2 separate regions of the Mus musculus genome follow, and region 1 is linked to region 2. A link is a contact called in public promoter capture Hi-C data. All regions are on one chromosome and are shown on one strand. Each heading gives the region's core, a stretch centred on a gene start, on an enhancer-like site or on the middle of the called end of the contact. The rest is flanking DNA. Distances are from core to core; before and after follow the strand shown. Region 1 holds the start of Kars (lysyl-tRNA synthetase). Region 2 holds the start of Ap1g1 (adaptor protein complex AP-1, gamma 1 subunit).

Region 1 (5,837 bases), core at 3,021-5,520, 2.2 Mb after region 2:
GCAAAAGATTCTAAGTCATTGTATATTGTCTGGCTTTAGAATACACCCTTCACTTTGTTTGTTTGTTTTGCACTATTGGAGCTTGAACCCAGGGGTCCAAGTATGCTAGGCAAGAGGTCTAACCCTGAAGTACCCCCAAGCTCCTTTTTAATTTTGAAATGGGACTGCTAAATTGTTTGATCTGCCCCTGAACTTGCGACCCTCTTCCCTTGGCTTCCCAAGTGCTTGGGATTACAGATATAAACCACTGACTGCTCTTTGCTCTATCTTTGTTTTTCCATATGAATTTAGCAAAATTTAAAGAAAGAACTTATCTTTTTTTTTTTTTGATTTTTCGAGACAGGGTTTCTCTGTATAGCCCTGGCTGTCCTGGAACTCACTTTGTAGACCAGGCTGGCCTAGAACTCAGAAATCTGCCTGCCTCTGCCTTCCGAGTGCTGGAATTAAAGGCATGCACCACCATGCCCCGTGTAAAAAATAATTGTGAAAGCTTCAAAACAGGCAGAAATTTAGTCTTTCTAATAAATACAATCTATCTCACTTTCATCTTTCTAACAGTCCGTGGTCTAATCAGTCTGTAACTCAGTGAACAAGCTTTTAAGATAAAGTCTCTTTTCCGCTTCATTCATTTGCTCTTGTAGATTATAAGGACAGTCTAAAAAGAGACCCTAAAGGTAGCACTAAAACTAGGTCAAAGTTGATAAACAAACCCCAGGAAGACAAAAAGAAGGGGAAAATAACTAGCATTTGAAATTCCTTATCTCAGGCAGGGTGGTGTAGCACATGCCTGTAATCTTAGTGTGGGAAGCTAAAACAGAACGACCTTTAGTTTAGGGCCAGCCTTCATTACATAGTAAATTTGAGGACAGCCTAGCCTATATAGCAAGATCCTGTCTCAATAAACAAACAAAAAACAAAAAAACATTAGTCAAAGGGGAGAAAGAGAAAGAGAACAGAAAAGGGACTACAGGGAGAAGGACTCTGAACTCATAGAGTAAGAGGGGAGTCTTGGCTTGGGCAAGAGAGCTCTGTTTCTTTAGCACGTCCAGAGACTTAGCCAGCTAAAAGACCCTGAAGGAAAGATTCTGCTCCTGGAGCAATAAAGAAGGTAATGGGCACCAACCTTCTTCTATCAGAAAGTGGCTGGTCCTTGTGGAGCGTTGTGAAAGGAGCAAGGTGGCCCAGTCGAAGTTCCCTCTGACCCCATTCTGCCCATGAGGTTTGGCGCAGGGCCCCCCTAACAAGCCTGACAGCAGCTTGCATCAACATGGCGGAACACCCTGGAACTACTGATTACCACCACCTAGCAGGAAACAGAGACGTGTAGTCAGAGGGGACCAATAGCATACACCCGCTCCTCCCGCACTCCTGGGGAGGGGAGCCATGATTTGTACTAACGTGCAATGTCCCTCTGAACTTCAGTCCCTCCTGACTAACATCTGCAATGTTCTTAGTCCTGTCATAGAAAAAAACAAAACGTTTCATATCTGGGATTCGAAACCCAAATGCCAGCTGGAGAGAGATGGCTCAGTGGTTAAGAGCACTGACTGCTCTTCTGAAGGTCCTGAGTTCAAATCCCAGCAATCACATGGTGGCTCACAACCATCCGTAATGAGATTTGAGGCCCTCTTATGGGGTGTCTGATGACAGCTACAGTGTACGCACATATAATAAATAAATCTTAAAAACAAAACAAAACAAAACAAAAACCCCAAATGCAAGTCAATAGCCTAGCTGCAGAAATGCTCACAACTTCCTACAGTGTGGACGGCAACATGTGGGGCTCTGAAGTGTGGTCTCTCCCATGAGGATGGACTCCTGGCAACAGGATGATAATGAAAATGCCAAATGCAGATTTTAGACAGGCCTAGCTACTTGGGAGCTTGGGAAGGAACATGTGAGGGAAGGGCAGGTCCTCAGACACCATGTTTACTTGTTATCAACACGATGGCCTCAGAGCTACCAGGATCACACTCTACTGTGTTTCAGTAACTTGAGGAATCTTTCATTTGAGAATAAGTGATTTGGGCAGACAGACCATCTGTTTTTAACTTTGGGGGACTTTCTGGAATAAAACAGTCCTCAGGAAAAAAACTTCAAGAAATGCCAAGGACAATTAGGAAAAAGAAGGGGATATCATATTATTCACATGCACAAAAATTATTTTAGCTGGGAACGTAAAAACTGGTTCATTTTAAAGCCAGCTCGCCGGGCGTGGTGGCGCACGCCTTTAATCCCAGCACAGAGGCAGAGGCAGGCGGATTTCTGAGTTCGAGGCTAGCCTGGTCTACAAAGTGAGTTCCAGGACAGCCAGGGATATACAGAGAAACCCTGTCTCGAAAAAAAAAAAAAAAAAAAAAAAAGCCAGCTTGTGGTGGTACAAACACTTTGGAGGCAAGTAGATCTAGATCTCTTAGTTTGAGGCTAGCCTGGTCTAGGGCAGCCTGTGAGTTCTACACAGGGAAACCCTGTCTTATAAAAACAAAAAACAAACAAAACTACCTGATTTCATTAGGCAACCGAGGATCACAGATTTGGTATAGACTTCCCTTCAGATATCTGTCCCAGTGCTTCAGAGCAATGCTAGGAAGCACACGAGGAACATATATTTTCATTAGCAGTACCCCGGAAATCAAGAGCCTTGTGCATGGAAGCAGCCATTAAGCCACACCCACAACCGCTGGGAACTCCCATTTTCTCATAAACCCAGGGCCGTAGTTTCTGACTTGGAAATGTGGGCATGAACATTTCTCTTGCAAGATTACTACTGAGATTAGACAAAGTTTGTATAGTGCCAGCGTGGTGTTTAACGGGTAAATTAAAGTCAAAGGTATATTTAAGAAAAGTAACTTGAGGGCTGGGTGTGGTGGTGCACACCTTTGATCCCAGCACTAGGGAGGCAGAGGCAGGCAGATTTCTGAGCTCGAGGCCAGCCTGGTCTACAAAGTGAGTTCCAGGACAGCCAGGGCGCCAGGGCTACACAGAGAAATCCTGTCTCGAAAAACCAAAAAAAAAAAGAAAAGAAAGAAAGAAAAGTGACTTGAAAGCAGCAGTAAGGCTTCCTTAAATTACCTGAAAACTGAGGTACTTTCTTTCGCTTGTGACTCAAAATTCCAACTACTGATTTAATAAACTCACCCATCCTCCGCTAAGGAATCCACTAAACTGCTCACACAAAGGACAACCAACCAGGGAGCCTGCAACCCATAAATTTAAACATTTTCTTTAAAATCCTTCTAAACCACACAAAGCAGAAACACAGCCATAAAAAGGAAACCCAGTTATTATCTAGAAGGTTTCTGGTATTTCCCTCGGGGATCAATAAGGGGATTTATTTATTGCTAGGGTACTAACGAAAGCAGCCATGGTATGTGACAGCTTAAACTAGTTATTTCCTACAGCTTTGGAGGGTACTATGTAGTTCCAGGCACTAAGAAGACATTCAAGTCATTGCTAGTGTTCTGTGGGTCAAGTGGACTAGAGTGTAGTCCTAAAAGCAACCAGTTAAAGGGAGGGTAATCTTATCTGCCTACTCAATTCTGGGATTTGGAGTGTTTTACAAAGATACCCCCAGCAGTGCAAAGGGAGCCTGGTGTATCCCGCTAAATAAGGCCACTTGCTCCCGTGTCACAGATCCTTTGAGTGACACATATGGGTAGGTACACTATTGTTTCAGAACGTACCCCCTTTTAACACCCAAGGTGCAGAATAACCTTGGATAGGCCAAGGATAATGTAAAGGTTCTTCTTTTAAGAACAAAGATATTTAACCATTTTCCAGTCTATCCGTTGGGGGAGTGGTTCAATTAAAAGAGCATTTCTTAGAAGGTAGGGAAAAGTTAGTTTCACTTTTCTTTGCTACCATTCCCGGTTTCTGTGCTGGCTTTCCCTAGGTATGCTCGTCCCTACGGCTAGGACCAGGGAACCCATCAGCCACGCAGTTGATCCTCCTGGGGCATCCTGGAGGCTGTAGGTTCTACGGCACTGCATCTCTGTCCCAGCATGTGCTCACCCACCGGAAAAGACAAGAGGGACCCCAGGCACAGTCGCCTTGGCGGGAAAACTCCAGGCACTTCCCATCGGAACACTGCAACAAGAGACACTTAGAGATCTTCAACGACACTTACTTCTTGCTTAGTTTCTGCTCGCCATCCACTTTGACTTCACTCTCCTGCAGCGTGGCCATCTTCCCCACTGGCCCGACCCAGAAAAAAAAAAATTATGACTAGCGTAGAACTAGAACTTCCAGGTCGTGGCTCTAAGTCCTGCCTCTTCCGGGAAAGAGGGCGGGCCCTCGGCCGGACTCTCGCTGCGCAGGCGCAGTGCTGGGCTCCTCCGGCGGAGAGTCCGTCTTAGTGGTGTCGTTTCTGCGCTTTACTTGTACAGCGGGGCGACAGGTATGGCGGAGGCGATGGATCTGGGTAAAGACCCCAATGGGCCCACTCACTCCTCCACTCTGTTCGTGAGAGAAGACGGCAGCGCCATGTCGTTTTACGTGCGGCCCAGCTCGGCCAAGCGCCGGCTGTCGACGCTCATCCTGCACGGCGGCGGCACCGTGTGTCGGGTGCAGGAACCCGGAGCCGTGCTTCTCGCCCAGCCCGGGGAGGCGCTGGCCGAGGCTTCGGGCGACTTCATCTCCACGCAGTACATCCTAGACTGCGTGGATCGCAACGAGAAGCTGGACCTGGAGGCCTATCGGCTGGGCCTGACGGAGCAGGCGTCCGATCCGAAGCCCGGGGCTTCCACCGAGGGCTCCACGGAACCGGAGCCGCAGCCCCTGACCGGGCGCATCGCCTACACCGACGCGGAAGATGTGGCCATCCTGACCTACGTGAAGGAGAACGCCCGTTCGCCCAGCTCGGTCACAGGCAATGCCTTGTGGAAAGCGATGGAGAAGAGCTCGCTCACGCAGCACTCCTGGCAGTCGCTCAAGGACCGCTACCTCAAGCACCTACGGGGTCAGGAGCACAAGTACCTGCTCGGGAACGCCCCGGTCAGCCCGTCCTCCCAGAAGCTCAAACGGAAGGCGGAGCAGGACCCCGAGGCCGCGGATAGCGGAGGTGAGGCCGGCACCTTCGGGGCTCCGGGGGGCGGGGCTGCCTGCCTGTCAGCGAGCGTCTTTTTGGGCGCCGTGGGTGGCATAGCTCAGCCCCTCTTCTCTGTTGAGGTCCGAAGCGAAAGTGCACCGTTTCCTCTTATCCCTTGTTTTCTGGTTTTAATTTGTCTTTTCATTTAACTTTTCCTTCCCGTTGACTGGATGTTTGTTCGTTGATGGATTTGGGTTTGGGAGGGCGGGGAACTTGAGTCTCTTCGCTGTGTCGCCCAGGCTGTCCCCAAACTCTATGCCTGAAATATTCTCCTGCCTTCGGAGTGACTGAGACTACGGAACAGTAACTAGTTTACAAAAACGGCTCTGTGTTCAAAAGGAACACAGTACAGTATATATGGAAATCTTCTACCCTTCCTACCCACCATACCCAGGAGGTAACAGGGTAACCTGTTTCTGTTTTCAGAAATTTCAAAGATATTTTCCCTTCCCCCTTTTTCCTTCCTTCCTTCCTCCTCTCCTTTTCTCCTTTTCCTCCACCTCTTCTTGCGCCTCCTCCTCCTCCTCCTCCTCTTCTTCTCATCCTCCATCTTTTTTATTTGAGAAAAGGCCCCTGGCCGTTCATTTTAAGATATTGCCTATATTCTGGTCTTACTCAATATAAACTATGTGAATGGCATGGCAGGTCAGTTTACTTTCCGTATTTTGGCTTAACTGAATGTACTTCTATATAAAGAGGAAAGTTGCTTTGTGGTCTTCTTAGGTGAGGTGAATTTCTAAGCACTTGAGGT
Region 2 (5,818 bases), core at 2,066-4,565:
AAGACCAGCTCCTTCTCCCCACAAAAAGAGGAGCAGCCCACTTTACCTATCTGAGGCCTTCTTTCCATATTTCTAAACTTGGGATTGAAAAACTCATCTTAAGACAGCTATGGATTTTGCTGACCCCTTAGCCCGTGCCGGTGACTGCTTTATTTTTCAAAGTAAATAAAAAAAAATTAAAATTCATTCATTTTGAAACAGGATTTCATTATATAGTCTGGTGTGCAATTCCCTCTGTAGACAAGGCTGACCTTGAACTAACAAAGATCCAACTGCTTTTGCCAGTCCTACGATGAAAAGCTTGCATCACTACACCTAGCTGCTAGCTACTGGTTTATGTGTATCAGGTCATCTATCAGATTGGCTCAAAGATGCCAATATTCCTATGAGCTTCCTTCAGGGATGCAGACATTGAGGAGCAGGTGTGTTCAAAGATGTAAAGGAACTCAATAAGGATAGGAAAGCAGGGTTGGTTTTTAAAAAAGATTTATTTTAATCTCATGTGTATTTTGCTTGTAGTATGTATGTATGTATGTATGTTTGTATGTATGTATGTATGTATGTGTACTACGTGTTGAATGCTTGTGAAGGCCAGAAGAGGGTGCAGGATCCCCTGGAATTAAAGCTAGAGATAAGCTGTAAGCTGTCTTGTGGGTCTGGGAACCAAACCTGGGTCCTTTGCAAGACTAGCCGATGCTCTTGTGTTAGCTCTCCAGCTAAGGTAAGGTTTTAAACCTAGGCAGTCTAGTGCCAGAGACCAAGCTTTTAAATAATATCTTTGTGGCTTACAAGCTCATGGTGCATGCTGAACAAGTGAATCAACCTTTGTGGAAATACTTGTGTAAATTGTAAGCTACATGTACTTTTGTGAGGTACAGTGTACAGCAGCTGGAGTGGCCTGACATGAGAGCTGGGATCGGAATTTGGATCTTCTGTGAGAACAGCAAGTGCTTTTTAAACTATCAAAACATCTCCCCAGCATCTCAAATTTAAATTTAATAATACTGTTTGACTATCTGTCATATTAGGATAGTGAGATTATATTTACAATTTTAATCTTTTTGAGATAGAGTCACAGGTAGTTGAAGTTAGCTTCAAACTTGCTATATAGCTAAGGAAGACCTTGTACTCTGATTCTGCCTCTACCTCCTAAGTGCTGGGATTCTGTTGTATGCCACCACATCAGGCTATGGAGTAGTAATTTAAATAAAGAAAAGTGTAAGTGAAGAAAATGATAACAACAACAATAAGAACAACAGAGAAGGGGTCTAAGTTGCTCTTTTCCTTTGAGTGTTCAGCTTTTCTTGGAGGGAGGAGATGTTGTGAGATCAGTCACTATGCAGCCAAGGTTATCCTCCAACTCACAATCTCTCTGCATCAGCCTCTAAGAAACTGAGCTTACAGATGCTGCCACCACAGCTTCGTCAAGTCCTTCTTAAGAAGACATTTTTTTTTTCTCATTAATCCCAGCACTTAAGAGGCAGAGGCAGATGCAGGCAGATCGCTGTGAATTTGAGGCCAATCTGGGCTACAGAATTCCTGGACCTCTAGGGAAAGACTGAGAAACCCTGTCTCAAAAAGAAGAAGGAGGAGGAGAAGAAGAAAAGAGGAGGAGAGAAAGGACAAAGAAGAAGAAGAAGAAGAAGAAGAAGAAGAAGAAGAAGGAGGAGGAGGAGGAGGAGGAGGAGGAGGAGGAGGAGGAGGAGGAGGAGGAGGAGGAGGAGGAGGAGAAAAGAGGAGGAGAGAAAGGATGAAGAAGAAGAAGAAGAAGAAGAAGGAGGAGGAGGAGGAGGAGGAGGAGGAGGAGGAGGAGGAGGAGGAGGAGAAGGAGGAGAAGGAGAAGGAGGAGAAGGAGAAGAAAAGAGAAAAATAAAACTTTTGTTGTTTGCTATGGTAAACACTTAATTTTGGCCCATAAAAACTATTTTAATCTTCCATGTGGAAAACTTGGCTACCTTTGCCTTGCATCTCTGCTTGAAGATTTCCTTTACGGAAATTTCACAGTGAATTTGGCATGTTTCATGCATAGGCCTGGCTCAAAGTAATCTGCACTGTGCTAGCATTATGATGTTCTTCTAGTCTTAGGGTGTACCTAGGGCTGCCCTGTACAGATGCCCCGAAGAAAGGTAGGAGGATTTGAATTCCGTAAGCATTCTGCTCTATAAACCGGTAGGTATGGGTTGGAATATGTATATGGGGTGTGGTGAATTTTCTGTGTAAGATGACATCTTAAGGCAGACTCCATTGTGAGAGACAGTTGTAGTTTTTCTCAAGTCTTAAATCTCATTATTTGTAAACTTTGGTTACTTACTTTGACTCACGAGATTGCTTAGCGGGCTAGGTTGTACATACGATGGTACCTTATGATCAATATGACACCAATATTTAATAAATTTGATCGTGCCCTTGGTATCCTTTCTTTCCAGCCACTTGGCATGCTCCAGAAATTCAAGGTCAAAATTGTATGGCTAGACTTACTCAGCTCAACGTCTGTATTTTGAAATCCTTGCATGAAAAACGAATGTCTAAAAGATGCAACTTCCTGTTTATGACACTCAAATTTGAAACTCAGGATTTTTGCTTAGTTCCTGGTCTTTGGTATTCAGTGTAGTCTTGTGTTTTATTCACATCTGGGATACCTTTGTTGTCAATCTATCGGAAAGATTTTATTCTAGGTAGGTCACCTTTCCTTTAAATGGGCCAAGATATCAAGGATCTCTAGGTTCACATGGAAAAGACTTGGGTCACAAGTTAGTAATTATTTATCACGCCAGGAACTGTCTAGTTAGACTTTCTTTGCTTCAGGTCATTAGTTCATTCAATCATAGATGGAAAAGCTATTCTGGAAGAGTTTTAGCTGACATTTGTCCAGATTCTTTTTTCCCCTCACAGGAGGGGACTGGATCGTAGGTGAGATTGCCGCACAAGGCGGTGGTGCTGTGCTTGGAATCCATTCTTAGGTTTCATCTTTTTACCTGTTTTCGCAAAAAAAAAAAAAAAAAAAAAAAAAAAAAATTGAAGATACCATAAAACCCTAGAATCCAAAGCCACTTGGAGCATGTTTCTAATGTTGACCAGAAACCTCTGGCCAACGAGGACCACTTAGGAATCCTTTCGGACAAAACTGGTCACACCATGTCTATGCGCTTTCCCCTGCATCTCCTCTCCGCCTTCCCCAGCTCCCTCGCTGAGCTCCGCCCACCTCAGGTGACCCCCACCGTTTCCTGGCTGCACAGTTTTCCCCTCCCCCCAGAACGGAACCAAAGTGCGACGGCTCCAGGGCCGGGCCGGAGCGTGCTAGCTCAGACTCCTCGCAGCGGTGACTCGGCAGCGGCGTCGAGCGTCATCAGTGACAGCCCCGACCCTTGCTACGCTTTGAGTCGCTCTGCCCGGCGCAGTCGCCTCCTCCTCGGCAAATAGTCCTCGGCGGGGGCCGAGTCCTCGGGTCATCCGGGGTGGGAGACGGCACGGGCTGCAGTCGGAGGGACGCGGGGCGGCCGGCGAGAGGGAGCCGGGGAGCGGCGTCTCCCGGGGAAGCGCGAGGCGTGAGGTAGAGGCGCCCTCCTCGCCCGGGATCCCTCCGCCTGCAGTCGCGGTGCTGAGGCCGAGGGAGCCGCCATTTTGGATGTTCGGTTCCTGCTGCCACTGCCGCCGCCGCCCCCGAAGCTGCTGGTTTCCTTCGAGGTTTCGGGCCGGTGAGTGTCACTCGCGGCACCGAGGGCGGGTCGGCTCTTGGGCTCTGCCGCAGCCGCGAGCGTCTGGCCGGAAACCTCCTGTCAGTCCCAGGGGTCCGGGCTCAGCCTGTGGGGGGTGGGGGGTGAGGAGGACCCAGGTTTGGGTCAGGAGGGACCCGGGAGCCCCGGGCTTGCTTGGACTTCCTGAGGGCCGACCTCGGGAGCTTCAGAGCCGGAGCTGTCGTGCGCGGTCGCTTTCCTCTTCCCTTGGCGTGGTCTGGCCGCCGCAGGCCTCCTTGAACCCATTGACTTTCTCAGGCTGCGAGGCTCCTTTGAAAGCTCGCTCCGTTCGGGGAGCTTAGGATTTAGCGGGGCCGGGCCCCACCCCCGCGTGTCCTCTCGGAGCCACGTATCAGCGTTCTTGTGTTGGGGACTCGGGTCAGATCTGAGAACTCTGAGCATTTCCCACGCAGGGGCAATTCTGCCTGGTCCCTGCAGTGCCGTCCACTGAAAGCCGGACATCGGCCTCGCCTCCCTCTAACCTTCCAACTAACTTCTGGTCCAAACACTTTCGCTTTTTTTTTTTTCTTCTTCCTTCTTCTTCTTTCTCTTTTTCTTTTAAAGAACTCACCTGAGACCGCACTATTCACTCTCCTCTCCAACTCTCGGTTCTGCGGACGTCGGTTTCTAGTAATTCTCAGGCTCTTCCTCATTGCCTGGAACTGTCGGTTCTGCTTCCCAGTTAGGGCTTGGTGTCGGAGAGCCGTCGAACCACCCTAGGGTGTATTTCCGCAGCAAATGGGTTTAAAGCAGGCCAAGTGGCTTTGGGTGCGAAGGAGCTGTGAAAATAACTTTCTGCATTTCTTTCTGTTCTGAAAGCTGAGCTTTGGGGCACTTACTGATACTTTTTATTTATTTTTTTCTTTTAGCGTTATATTTGCTTGAGCATGGAAAGCTGCCCTTGGAGAATAATAATCTGACGTAGGTAGAAAGGAAGATAACTTTTTTGGTTCCTATAGGGATTAGTTAACAGAAGAGCGAGCTGAATGGTCTCTTAGTGACCGCACCCCTCAGGTGTTTGTATAGTAATGAACGCTGCTGACTTCTTATGTTGACTTTTCTCAGACTAGTTAGATTTTAAGCATCCATTTCCACCGTTGCCTGGAGTATTTGCCAGACGTTTGATTTGAAACCTGTGGATCTTCAAAGTAATGATAGCTTCATTAATTCTGTTCTTAAAGTATTCCTGCAGTCCAGTATGCGTGAATAAAAAACATTTCACAATAATTCACTGGTTATTTCCTACATTTCAAGTTAGGTGAGTGTGGTTGAATCACACCCCCCCAGCCCGTTTTATCTCAGCCTAGGTTTTTGCATCTGCAAAAGAGAATAACTTCTTTGAGATCACAGGTGACTCGAAACCTAAGTTTATAACTTGAAGCAAGTCAAGTCTCTCAATAGTTGTAAACTTTATATTGATGCTCTATTTAACATTTTTGAAGATTTATTTATATTTTTATCTGAATGTCTTGCCGGTATTTATATGTGTATCATGTGCACACTCAGTTCCAGTGGAAGTCACAAGAGGGTTTTTGGATCCTCTGGAAATGGAATTCTAGGCAGGTGTGAGCTGCCGTGTGGGTTCTGGGAACTGAATCCATGTCTTGTATAAGAGCAGTCAGTGCTTTTAACTGTTGAGCTGTCTCTCCAGCCCTGTGACGCTGCTTTATTCTTATCAAGCTTTTGAACTGTGAGAACAGGTCAATTCTTACAGGTCATACAGTGTCACGGAGGACAGTGTTTTCATGCAGATAGTCTGTGCTCTTGTCATTTGTTTTGAGAAGTTCCTTCAGAGCTATGTTAGTCTTGTCAGATATGAGTTCTGTGTGTTGCTCCAAAGTTGTTCCCTTTTCTTTTGCTTTAAAAAGAACTCGGGGCTTCTGTCTCCTTGCATGGTGAAATTTTCAGTTTTTGAGTTCACTTTTTGAACAAGTATTGAAAGAACTATCAAAGTTATTTAACTCAGTTCATGTTATGGTTTAACATACTGGGATTTAAATGTCATTCATTCTTAGATGGTTTGCAGTTTACCTTGAGAAAGTACCCTTTTGCTAAACAAATTATTAGCAAAGTGCTGTTCTGTG

What was found. Capture Hi-C pulls out chosen DNA fragments and counts their contacts.
Region 1: a promoter capture Hi-C map of adipose tissue shows a contact between it and region 2, with 3 times the contacts expected there. The contact joins the promoter of Kars here to the promoter of Ap1g1 in region 2. A contact is called at or near these places in 1 of 484 Hi-C or Micro-C datasets (CD4 T cells) and 1 of 9 other capture datasets (adipose tissue).

The regions. Positions count from the first base shown.
Region 1 is chr8:112,007,084-112,012,920 of GRCm38.p6, forward strand. It overlaps Kars (lysyl-tRNA synthetase), which reads right to left and starts at 4,271. Exons shown (of 14, transcript NM_053092.3): 1 at 4,127-4,271. The coding sequence starts at 4,185. Terf2ip (telomeric repeat binding factor 2, interacting protein) reads left to right here and starts at 4,276. Exons shown (of 3, transcript NM_020584.2): 1 at 4,276-5,059. The coding sequence starts at 4,399.
Region 2 is chr8:109,775,268-109,781,085 of GRCm38.p6, forward strand. Ap1g1 (adaptor protein complex AP-1, gamma 1 subunit) reads left to right here and starts at 3,316. Exons shown (of 24, transcript NM_009677.6): 1 at 3,316-3,695.